3 separate regions of the Sus scrofa genome follow, and all the other regions are linked to region 2. Evidence: chromatin contacts called from public HiChIP or PLAC-seq data. All regions are on one chromosome and are shown on one strand. The core of a region is the stretch at or near the end of the contact, and the rest is flanking DNA. Distances in the headings are between cores, read along the strand shown.

Region 1 (3,900 bases), core at 819-3,318, 310 kb after region 2:
AACCTAGAAGCTCTTTGTGCTGTAATCTCTCACGCCATCACTGGCAAAGAGATGGACGACCTGGAAACTCATGAAACTCAAAAGACCTAAGAATCAAGGTCTTGCCCTCCCTATTTTATTTTGGGGCACTGAATACACAGAAAATTTTCTCCCAAACAGCCCAATGAAGGCCTACTAGGACCAATAGGTACCCTTCACCTCCCTAAATTTGCACCACCCAGTTTAAGAGGTATCAACAATTAACTTCTTCCAAAGAAAACAAGGAAGTTTCCCCAGAGAACTGAAAATCATTTCATTCACTCACATTTCTCTGTGGCCCAAAATTAACCTTTTATTTTCTGGAGCCTTCTGCCTGCAGTCTTCTTTCCCATAAACAGCATCACCTAGGATACAGTCTGGCCAATCCGAACAGCCTTCCTGGTTCCTATTCCATGCTTTTCCTGCTGCAAAAGCAGCACCTTCCCTTAACAGCAAGTCAGATTCTTCTTTTTCTTTTTCAAAGATACAGTCACCATTTTAAGATCACTCAATAACTGCTCCCCAGATAAAGGGGGTGAAAAAAAGAACAAAGAAAAATTAAAAGGCTTTGGGGCTTAGTTTGCCAACAGCGAACTGAAATCAATTACCTAATCAGTTCAAGCTCCCTAAGAATTCAACCACACATGAAGGACAGCTAATGACAGCTAATGACCACTTACCAAGCAGCCTCAATGGAGCTAAAGAACTAAGCAAAAAACAAATCAAAACAAAAAAACCAGAACCGGATTAGCCACAGGAGACTCTGAAAATGTAGCCTTTATTTCAGAGCCCATAGACACAGAGTAACTATTGAGCAGAGATACATAAAGATTCAAAACTGTTCTTTAGGGATAAGGGACAGCCTGCAGCAGGCTGGGAAAGTCCAGGTGAAACTAATAACTACCCTCATCAAGCAAGACACCCAGACCCAAACCTAGAGGCCAGAAAGTGCAGAAATAAAACATAAAAAAAAAAAAAAAAAATGCACTGACCTGCCCTCTCCTGCTTAGGTATTTATAAAAGGACTCTCAGTTAGCCCAAGCATTAGGCTTAGGCGGTTCAGCTCCTCTAAAGGCTTCAAGCTTTGGAGTAGGAAAGTTACAGAGAGCTCTCTTTGCACTAGGCATGTTCATCTCATATTTCATTTAGTCATTACAACAATCCTTTGAGGAGAGTATCATCCTCATTTTAAACATAGGGAAACTGGTAAAGAGGAAAAAGTTCTGAAGATGGAGGATGGTGATGGTGGCAAAATAATGTGAATGTACTTAATGCCACCGTACACTTAAAATAGTTTAAATAATAAATTTTATATCTATTTTATCTCACACAATTTAAGTAACAGGTTAAAGAAGTAATAGTTTGCCCAAAGTAATAAAACCAATCAGAGTGTCAGATTCTAGCCTGAGTCCTTAGACAAAAACCTTAGTTTCTTCATCTGTAAAATGGGCTTTTGTAAGAATTAGATGGAATAATGGATGGGTATACGGTTTATCAACTGAAATGTATCTTATGAACAGAAATTTTCCCCTCGAGGTTAGGTAACAGAGGGAATCACCACAAACCCTTAATATTGCTTTTGAATCAGAAAGTCAAGCTAGGAAAAAGTTTACAGAGAGACCACCTAATTCAGGGGTTGCAAATTCAGTCACCTAGCAGGGCCACGCAAGTTACCTAAATGGTGAAGCTGCGAAGGAATAAGATAAGAGGGAGTGAAAGAAAGTGACAAACTGGGCCCTGCATGGGGAATTTGGGACCAAATTTTCAAGAGAAAATGAAAATCTACACTTTTTTTTTGTAATGTGAAATCTCCCAATTATTAAACATTGGCAACTAACTAGAAAAAAATGTAAAGTTCTTTGCCTGCCAACCTGTCCACAACCCAAATCAAGTCCATGTGAAGATGTGGTCCATAAACTGTCAGCTTATAGCATCTGAGCTACTTCACTGGAAATTGAGGGCCCAAAGATGTTAAGTGACTTCACCAAGGTACCCAGACTTCCTCTGGAACTGGCTTAAGAACTCAGCTCCAGGGAGTTCCCCTGGTGGCTCAGCTGTAACAAAGCTGACTAATATTCATGAGGATGTGGGTTTGATCCCTGGCCTTGCTCAGTGGGCTAAATATCCAGCATTGCTGTGAGCTGTGTAGGTTGCAAACGCAACTCAGATCCCGAATTGCTATGGCTGTGGTGTAGACCAGCAGCTGCAGCTCTGGTTTGACCCCTAGCCTGGGAACCTCCATATGCTGCACATACAGCCCTAAGAAAAACAAAAACAAACAAACAAAAACCAAAAAAAACCCCACAACAACCAAAAAAAAGAATTCAGCTCCAATTTGTGATTTGATTTTGTTTCTTAAGAACTGCTGCTAATATTTAGCATACCCTCTGAATATAAAACCTTTGGATTTCAAACCCTGTGAGGTCTGTCAGAGTAATGCTTGGGCATAGGTGAGAAATCATGGTAGGGGGCAGAGAAAGACGCAATGAAGAGAAATGAGATGAACAGAGAAGTCCTGGGTGTCCCCAGCCATGAGATACCAGTGTCAGCATAATGGTTCAGGGATCAAAGTGTTTGGGGTGGTAGGTGGCTTCTACTATTTGTCTGTGGCCAGATGGCCCTGTTCATCCTGGGTCCTTCCCACCTTCTTGCCAGTGCCCAGAGATCAAAACCCAACTTTCTCCAACATTCTATGACCTGCTTCTCTACTGCTGAGATCAAAGGGGAACTTTTGTCCAAGTTGTAAAAGAGAAACCAAGAGGCAATTTAATGCCATCTCTGCCTTGTCTGGGCTTCCCGAGGGGATTAAGGATACTCCTTTAAAGGGATTCCTCAGAGAAACACATTTGTACCAAGGCCTGGTGCTCGTACTTCAACTCCAAGGACACAGTGGCTCCTGTAGAATACGTGCCAGGTGGAACAACTCGAGAGGCCAGACAACACAACCAACAGCCAGTAGCTTGGAAAGACCACAGGGACAATGACCATGAAAAATACCCAAATCTGATTTTATAGGCATATTAGAAAAAAGTCACATTAAAGTATTCTAAACCACAAAATTATCAACATGGAATTTAGAAATCCTCAAGTCTAAATCTTAAGTTCACATATGATATACATGGAAACAGACCAACAAAGTCAAAGGCCCAGGCCATATGGTGGATCAGTGGAAGTGTTGGAACTAAGCCCTAGCTGCTGACTCCTGCTCCAGTGCTCCTTCCTCAATGGGCCGAAGCCCATGCACATGTGAGGCCCACCAGGACTGGTGGCAGAGTCCAGGCCTCCTACCTCCCATTCCAGGCCTCTATCATCCTGATTCCACTACTGAAAGCGGTTCCTATGTTTCTGCCTGGGGTGGGGCGGGGGTTGCTGGCTAGCACTGCTTCCAACTGCTCAAAGGAAACTTGAGGTCATTCAGGCTATTCTCCTGCGTCTGGACTGGATCAAATCCAAGCAACCTCAAAGCAGTGAGAACTGACCCAGCAATTTCACTCCCAGGTATATACTCAAGAACTGAGAACATATGTTCATGCAAAAACAATGTACACAAAATGTTCATAGCAACATTATTTGTAACAGCCAAAAAGTGGGAAAAAAATCCTGAAGTTCATCAATTAATGAAAGGATAAACAAAATGAGGTCTATCCATACAACGGAATATTACTTGACCATAAAGAGGAATGAAGTACTACTACAGGATGGATGAACTTTGAAAACATTATGCCATGCAAAAAAAGGCAGACACAAAACACCACATGTTATATGATTTCATTTACATTAAATGTCTAGAACAGAAAAATCTATAGACAGAGAGTAAATTAGTGGCCGCCAGGGACTGGGGGAAGGGGGATGGGGAAGTGACTGCTAATGGGTTTCTTTTTA
Region 2 (3,712 bases), core at 88-2,587:
ACAGCAAGCTGCTGCTGGAGGAGTAGGTTAGAGGAGACTCTGGTGTTAGCTCTTGGCTGAATGTGCCTGAGAATTCCTGAAGCCCCCAGTCTGTGGCTGCAGGAGACCCTCCCTGTTCCTGGGCCGCGAGGAAAGGGGCCAATCCCTCCCTACCCCTGGCAGAAAGCCCGGGCACCCTCCACTCACCTTGCCCCCCCGCCCCCCAGGAAGTATGTGTGGGTCCCTGGAAGATTCCTGCCTGGGCTTAAGTTCTCATCCCTTCCTAATGCCTCTTAACCTAAAATAAGAGGCTGCCTGGCCCTAATCCCCGAGGCTGAGGCCAAAGTGGCCGGCTGCAGCAAGGGACAGAATGGCTTCCTGCTTTCTGTCCAGGAAGAAGCCCCGTCTGACAGCCCTGCTGAGTGAGGGCCCTGTTAGAGTGTGTCTGGAGACAGGTGCCAGGGCAGGGAAGTTAGAGCCCCCGTTGTGCATGGGGAGAGTCCTTCCCAGGTGGCGGGCCATGATGATAAGCCCCCACTGGTGCCACACAGCAGGGCCTGTCTCACGCCACAGCTGTCAGGGCTGCCCCATTGGCCTCCCTTGAGGGCCGGGCCTGCTACCCTCCTCACCCTGTTCACACACTGGCCAGAGAGGCTTCAAGGAAGGCACTAGCTCTGCCACTGTACCTTGGTCTCCCTGGCTTCTCAGAGCCAGGAAGGTGGTGAGGTCACGGAGGCAGAGATCCTCCCACTGACCTCCTTATCTGGGCAGCACATGTCCTGTGAGCACCGGGTTTGAATCCTGCAGTTGGAAGAACTCCACAGGCAGTCCCAGTCTCACTGCCCTCCCAGTGGCAGCCCTTTAACCAGGGTATGGGCATTTCTCCTGTGCTGAAGCATTGTCACTGCATCAGCTTGGGTCACTGCTGCAACATGAGTTTTTTTGGGCGTGGCGAAAAAAGAAAGAAAAACAGGATGCTTAAACAAGGGTTTGATCAGTTTGGCACCTTGGCTGGGCAGTGGTATTAGCGGGTCAGAGCTCCTCACTTTGCTCACGCTTGGATCTGAAAATGCACATCAGCCCAGAGAGACTGTCCTGCCTGGGTGCTGGGCAGCTCTGCCCACTCCTGCCCCTCTAGTAATCACCCGGCCACCTGAGTGTCTGCCTCGAACCAGAGCCCGACAGGGAGAGTCAGAGGGACAGCTCTGAGCCCAGGACTGAAGAGGACAAGGCTTGGGGGAGGCAGGAGGATAGAGAGGAAGCCCAAGCCAGCTCACACCAGCTGTAGCAGGTGACTCTAGCCTTCCTCTGCCATCCCCAGGCAGTGTCCAGAGGGGATCAAACCTGGCAGCAGCCAGGAGCCAGCACGCGCAAGTCCAGGGATGTTCCTTAGCAAGCCAGTTCCTGGGGCCTCCCATTTGACATTCATGTTCTCTTGTCAAAGAGGAAGTTAATCCCATGTGACAAGCTGTCCCATCTTAGATTCCAACTTCCTTCCCCATTTGGGGTCCGCACCAGCTTCTTTTTGGCAACAGTCGAGTTTCTGTAATTTCTTCCAAGGTTTTAACTTCCGGTCTAGATGTCTCTAGTGACAAGCGCTTGTCCATCGCTGTAGCACCATAAAAACTGCTACTGTAGATGCAATAATGAGTGAAACCAGCTGTCAGAACTAATGGGGTATCAGGGAGATGGCTGGTAACTGAGTACAGCCTCACACACCCAAGTAAGATAACTTCTGCTTGGGGAGGGGGGTGCGGGCATAGGGAGAGTGACTCGGAGAAGGCTCCCCAAGGAGGTCCCACACCGCCAGATCCCTTCCTTTGGCTGTTTGCTTGCTGAACACCTCGAAAGAATTGAACACAGAATTGAACAAAGAATTGAATTAAATTGAATTTAAATTCTAGGAGCTTCCATGCTTCCTGGAAGCCCTTTGCCAGTGCTGAGGGTCTCACTGGCATGGCTCGCCCCACCACAGCCTCACTGTGCTGCAGCTGAGGGCTGGGGCCTGGGGTAGTTAAGAATCTCCTGTGGAGCAGACCACCAGGCCAGGCTTGCCCGATGGCAAGAGCTGTTTGGGAAAGGTGGAGAGGAGACAGGACCTGGTGGCCCCACCACATAGCCCAGTACGTTTCAGTAAGCCTTGAGGCTCTCTCTTTGCTGGTACGTTCCAGGGCAAAGGGGAGGTGGCTGCTCTGGGTCCTGTCCCCACACGGCGACCCTCACACGGCCAGCCCACACTCTCCCGCCCTCGCAGCATCGCCCGTCCACCTCATTTGGACGCAGAAGAACTCATCAAAGTCAAGGGAGTTTGAGGTGTTGCAGCCCATCGGGAAAGGGCTTAGCCCTCCCAGCACCTTCCTGAGCCTGCTCCTCCAGCCCCTTTCCCTTGAGGCACAGTCCAGCCCTGCCTCTCTCCACACAGTGCCAGCAGTATCTTAGAGCCACACATGCACGTGCACAGTGCCATCTCCAGCCAACTGCTGCCCCTTCAGGCGCCAGCTGCCTCCCCAGTCACACATGATGATAAGGTCCCCTTCCTGGCAGGATCACCCTGGGGGCTCACAGGGAACAAACACCATGTTTCACCTGCAGGCCCCCTTCTAGGCCCTGGGGGTATAACCAGCGAGCCAGACGAGGATAGCATCAGGAGGCCGCGCCCGGTGTCTGCCGCCCTGCTCACCCTGGCTTTCCCTCTCCGCAGGGCCCACAGACCTCAGCATGAAAGGCGGGGCCTCCACCACGTCCACGGCGCCCACGCCCACGCCCTCCAGCAACAGCACCAGCCGGACCATGCCCACCGCCCAGCTCAGCCCCACGGAGATCAGCGCTGTCCGGCAGCTCATCGCCGGCTACCGGGAGTCCGCTGCCTTCCTGCTGCGCTCGGCAGACGAACTGGAAAACCTCATCCTGCAGCAGAACTGACCCAGCGGCACCCGGAGTGCACTGCCCCAGGGAAGGAGGCTCTCCCAGCCCCGGACCGGCTTCCCGCCTCACCAGTTGGTACCTTTTGTTTTTTGAAAGAGGTGGATCCAGAAGAGCTGTTTCTAGCCACACTCCAAGCGCCTGAGACTCTGGGCACAAGGACACTTTTTTTTTGGAATCTCACCACACGGGTGCTCTGACCTGCTTGGAAGAGGCCGACGGGGCAGCTCTGGAAGGGCTGGGGCTCCCCCTGACGAGGCACTGGGGCCACAGCTCTATTTAGAATCATCTTCGTGGACCCTGATGTTAGAATCCCACCCCCAGATAATTACCTTTCAAGTCTTAGGTGAGCAGAATTGCATATTTATTGAGAAAAACAAAGTGGACCCTTTCTTCCTCCCCCCTTAGTAATTTATTTTTCTGAAAATGGATTCTTTTGTGTTTGTACAGATTGCCAGTCTGTGTCTGTCTGATCAGAAGGCTGTATCCCTGTGACCTAACATTCCATATCACTACACTGGCGCGGGCTGGGGGCCGGCAGGGCGGGGGGGCAGCGGGCTGGCTGGCCCTCTGAGTGCCCAGCACCGCCAAGCAGGAGGACCTCACCCACACCCACTGCAAAGCAGAGACAAACAAAAGCGGCTCCCCCACCCCATTCCACAGATGCCCCAGTCACACGGTCACCTGTATTCTACCTCACACTCCAGCGTGGGCTTTTCCAGGATGTGCCCTGAGCCTGTTCTGAATGGCTGTCTCCCACCTCCCCCACCCAGTGTGTCTGCCTGGGAGGTGAGTCCAGACGGGGGGCCAG
Region 3 (3,538 bases), core at 492-2,991, 330 kb after region 2:
GCCAGGGATCGAACCCGCAACCTCATGGTTCCTAGTTGGATTTGTTAACCACTGCGCCATGATGGGAACTCCAAAAAACATTATTTTTCTAGGAACTGTATGCGTGCGCGCACACACACACACACACACACACACACACACACACACACACACACACGGGCTTTCATCCCTATCTCCCTTTCCGGAAACAACCTAGGCTCACATCATATTCTGTTGCATCTCTCTCTTTTTTTTTTTTTTGAGGGAGTGGGTATTGGGTGGGTTTTTTTTTTTTTAAGTTTTAGTGAAGTATAGTTAATTTACAAGGTTGTGACAATTTCTGCTGTACAGAAATTGTACAGAATTATACAAAGTGACTCAGGAGTTCCCATTGTGGCTCAGCAGTAATGAACCCGACTAGTGACCATGAGGATATGGGTTCGATCCCTGGCCTTGCTCATTGGGTTAAGGGTCTGGCGTTGCCGTGAGCTGTGGTGTAGGTTGCAGACGTGGCTCAGATCCTTCATTGCTGTGGCTGTGGTGTAGGCTGGCAGCTGCTGCTCCAATTTGACCCCTAGCCTGGGAACTTCCATATGCTGCAGGTACAGCTCTTAAAAAAAAACAAAAACCAAAGTGACCCAGTCATAAACACATATCCATTCTCTCTCAGATTCTTTTCCCACAGAGATTATCACAGAATACTGGGTGGAGTTCTCTGTGCTATATGTCTGCAATATCTCTTGTGCCTCCCTCATCCTCAAGGTGGGATAAGGAAAATTCATTTAGTCGCTCAGTAAATACCTTCTGAGTGTCTCGTGGGTACGAGGCATTACTTGTACAGGTGGGGAGCCAGGCAAAGTCCCTGCAGGTGGTAATAAGTACCATAAAGAAAGGATAAAGCCAGTACCAGGACAGGAAGTGTAGAGGGCTGTTTTGGATTGGGTGGTCAGGGAAGGCTGTTTTGTGGAGGTGAATTTTGGGCAAAGATCTGAGTGATGATAATAAATGTGGCAAATTAAGAGCATTCCTGGCAGAGACAGTGTCATGTGCAAAGGCCCAGAGTCTAGGAATGAGCTTGGGGATTCATGGGATGGGCGGCTGAGCAGAAGATGCCACAGGGAAAGTGGGGGGAGTTGAGCTGGAGAGGGTGCTGCTGTAGTTTGTACTAGAAAAGAAGTTAGTTTGCATTCTGAGCCTGAAGGGAAGATAGGAGGCTTAGAGCAGGAGAGTGCCATGGTTGATGTGTATTTTAATGTCATCATGGCTGCTGAGTGACTAATAGACTGTGTGGAGGATTCTTATTCACAGTGGGTCCCGGGAAACCTGACACAAAGATGGGGGATTTTTCCTTAGAGATGTTTTTCACTTCTAAGGGTTTGTGCCTTAACTCTCATAAAGAGGTTTATGATTAACCTTCGGAAACTTGGAAAAAAGCATTTATAGTTCATAAACTGGCCTTCCATGTCCTTGAGCTCGAGCCAGGCATTATCACTATCTCTCTTGTACAGAGGGGGGATGCCTTTTTCAGATCACACTGCCAGGGAAATTCTTTTTTTTTTTTTTTTTTTTTACCACCAGGGAAATTCTGACTCAAACCAGTCTGTGGGTTTCCACTCCCAGTGCCCCATGCTGCCTCTAATTACCCCAAACTCCAGAGCTCTGGAGAACTGCAGCTGTATACAATCTGGTGAGATTATCTGGGGAGGTGGGGTGACCAGCCAGACAAAACCAAGGCACCAGCCTCTTCAAGGGTTGAGGCGAGTGGATGGTGCACTTGTGGAAAGTGGCCAGCAGGGGGCACCTGTGGCCACTGGCACTGAGGTCTGAGGCTCCAGCTTTTCCAACAAAACAGTGACTTTCTGATTCTGATTTGGGTGGGATGGGATGGAGTCTTGGCCTAGAGGGCGGGGAAAATTTACAAGGAGTTCTTAGAAGAACAGTTAGAAGAACAATGTCTATCGCATAAATGGCAGACGTTGTAGCTTTTTCATTACTCCTAAGATGATACTTAAATAGGATTTGTTCTCCGTTTTGGGGGATGTCCTACTGATGCCAGCACAAAAAAACTGAACCCCAGAAAAATAACTCGCTGGCCCAAGGACTGGAAATCTGACAGCCCTGCTCAGGGTCTGTGTGCTTCTCCATTACTCTACCTGAATTTTTGGCACAGAGCAGGCACTAATGCTGGGTACCATTTTTTCAGTACCCAGGGGCAGACACGCATGAGCCCATGAGCTCCGTGGGACGGGTGGGACTAACCCCACTCAGGAGACAGCAGACCATAAGGCCTAGGTGACTCTGGGTTGGACCAGCTCAATTTGAGCCCACATCCCTGTGGTCTCGAGCAAGCTACTTCACCCCTCTGTGCCTCACTTTTCTTCTCTGTAAAATGGGGACAACAGAACCTTCTTCCATGGGGTCACGTGAGGATTAGTACTCTTAAGTTTACATCAGGGGCGTAGAACAGAGTCTGATACATAAGTATTCACGTCAGTGGCCAAAATGATTGCGGGAAGTGGTGCTCAGAGAGGTTAAGCAGTTTGCTCAAAGCTACCCAGGCAGAGCTGGGGTCAGTAGCAAAACTCTATGTGATTCCTAAGCCCCTGTACGTCGAGTGTTGCTTCTCAAGGGTTTGTCAACTACATGAACAGCAGATAGGTTTATTGGGTTCAGGGCTGGTCTAAGCACTGGCGGCCGATGAGGTGGTAGGATTTCATGACCACCAAGTGGGCTGCCATGATGTCAGGCATTGGGATGTGGATTTGCTTCTGAGAGCATTAGGGGAGAAGCACAGAATCAGCTGGAAGGGCCTGTAGAGATATTCCAGCTCAGGGCTCTTCACACTGAATCCAGCTGATAACCTCAAAGTCACTTTGAGGATTGGGGGACAAAAAAAAAAGGCCACCTCCTTCAACCAGAGCAGCTCTGTTTTGACCTATTTTAAGTTTTTGGCTGCTCTATATGACTCATTTGACCAATAAAGTTATGGTTTAAAAAAAAAAAAGGAAAAAAAGCTTGCAAACTAGAGACCCATGGAGATGTCCAGTTCCCTGATTTGACAAATAAAGGGGCTGAGACCCGTTGTGGATCTGAGGCTGTACAGCCTCTCTGGGACTGGAGGTGAAGACCAGGCCCCCAGGTCTTCCTTCCTGCCCCCGGGCTCTGAGTCTACCTTTGCTCCTGGATGCACAAGGGCCTGGAACCTCTTGCCCTCCTGTGGTTTCTCTTTTCCTGTCTATGTAATGTGGAGAGTGGCCCTTGCCCCAGCCAGTGACCTTACACCCAGCAAGGTTTCTGCCAGTTAGACAATCATAGTTTAGCAACAGGCCAGACTATTGTTCCCCCAGAGGGCCCAGTGACAGGAAGATGCCAGGCCTTGATTTCCATATGCCCCTGGCATTCTAGGCTTGAAGGTAAAGCCTTTTTATTATACCCCTGCCCCGTCCCTCCCCAGGATTTGCATACCCAAATGAGCTCTGCCTTAGTCATCTCCAGACTGCCCAACCCTAGGCCCAGGCGCCCATCCCCCTTAGCATCTTCCAGGCTGCAAGACATGCCC

Evidence for each region. HiChIP or PLAC-seq counts read pairs in DNA pulled down with a chosen protein or histone mark.
Region 1: a contact with region 2 is called in an H3K27ac HiChIP or PLAC-seq map of alveolar macrophages. The contact joins two enhancer-like sites. A contact is called at or near these places in 1 of 5 promoter capture datasets (liver) and 1 of 2 datasets of contacts at active chromatin or transcription factors (alveolar macrophages).
Region 3: a contact with region 2 is called in an H3K27ac HiChIP or PLAC-seq map of alveolar macrophages. The contact joins two enhancer-like sites. A contact is called at or near these places in 1 of 47 Hi-C or Micro-C datasets (fetal skeletal muscle) and 1 of 2 datasets of contacts at active chromatin or transcription factors (alveolar macrophages).

Annotation. Positions count from the first base shown.
Region 1 is chr17:35,769,364-35,773,263 of Sscrofa11.1, reverse strand. All of the region lies in intron 1 of TM9SF4 (transmembrane 9 superfamily member 4), which reads right to left. Among named protein-coding and RNA genes, the nearest start is that of TM9SF4, 6.2 kb to the right of the region's middle. Within about 2 kb of position 2,068, at least 1 of the 83 cell types and tissues checked has an H3K27ac peak or open chromatin away from gene starts, as enhancers often do. A contact at or near this core is called in alveolar macrophages, where this site is marked.
Region 2 is chr17:36,074,361-36,078,072 of Sscrofa11.1, reverse strand. It overlaps NOL4L (nucleolar protein 4-like), which reads left to right. Exons shown (of 11, transcript XM_021077429.1): 11 at 2,681-3,712. The coding sequence ends at 2,901. Among named protein-coding and RNA genes, the nearest start is that of ASXL1, 90 kb to the right of the region's middle. Within about 2 kb of position 1,337, at least 12 of the 83 cell types and tissues checked have an H3K27ac peak or open chromatin away from gene starts, as enhancers often do. A contact at or near this core is called in alveolar macrophages, where this site is marked.
Region 3 is chr17:35,742,429-35,745,966 of Sscrofa11.1, reverse strand. All of the region lies in intron 10 of HCK (tyrosine-protein kinase HCK), which reads right to left. Among named protein-coding and RNA genes, the nearest start is that of TM9SF4, 21 kb to the left of the region's middle. Within about 2 kb of position 1,741, at least 6 of the 83 cell types and tissues checked have an H3K27ac peak or open chromatin away from gene starts, as enhancers often do. A contact at or near this core is called in alveolar macrophages, where this site is marked.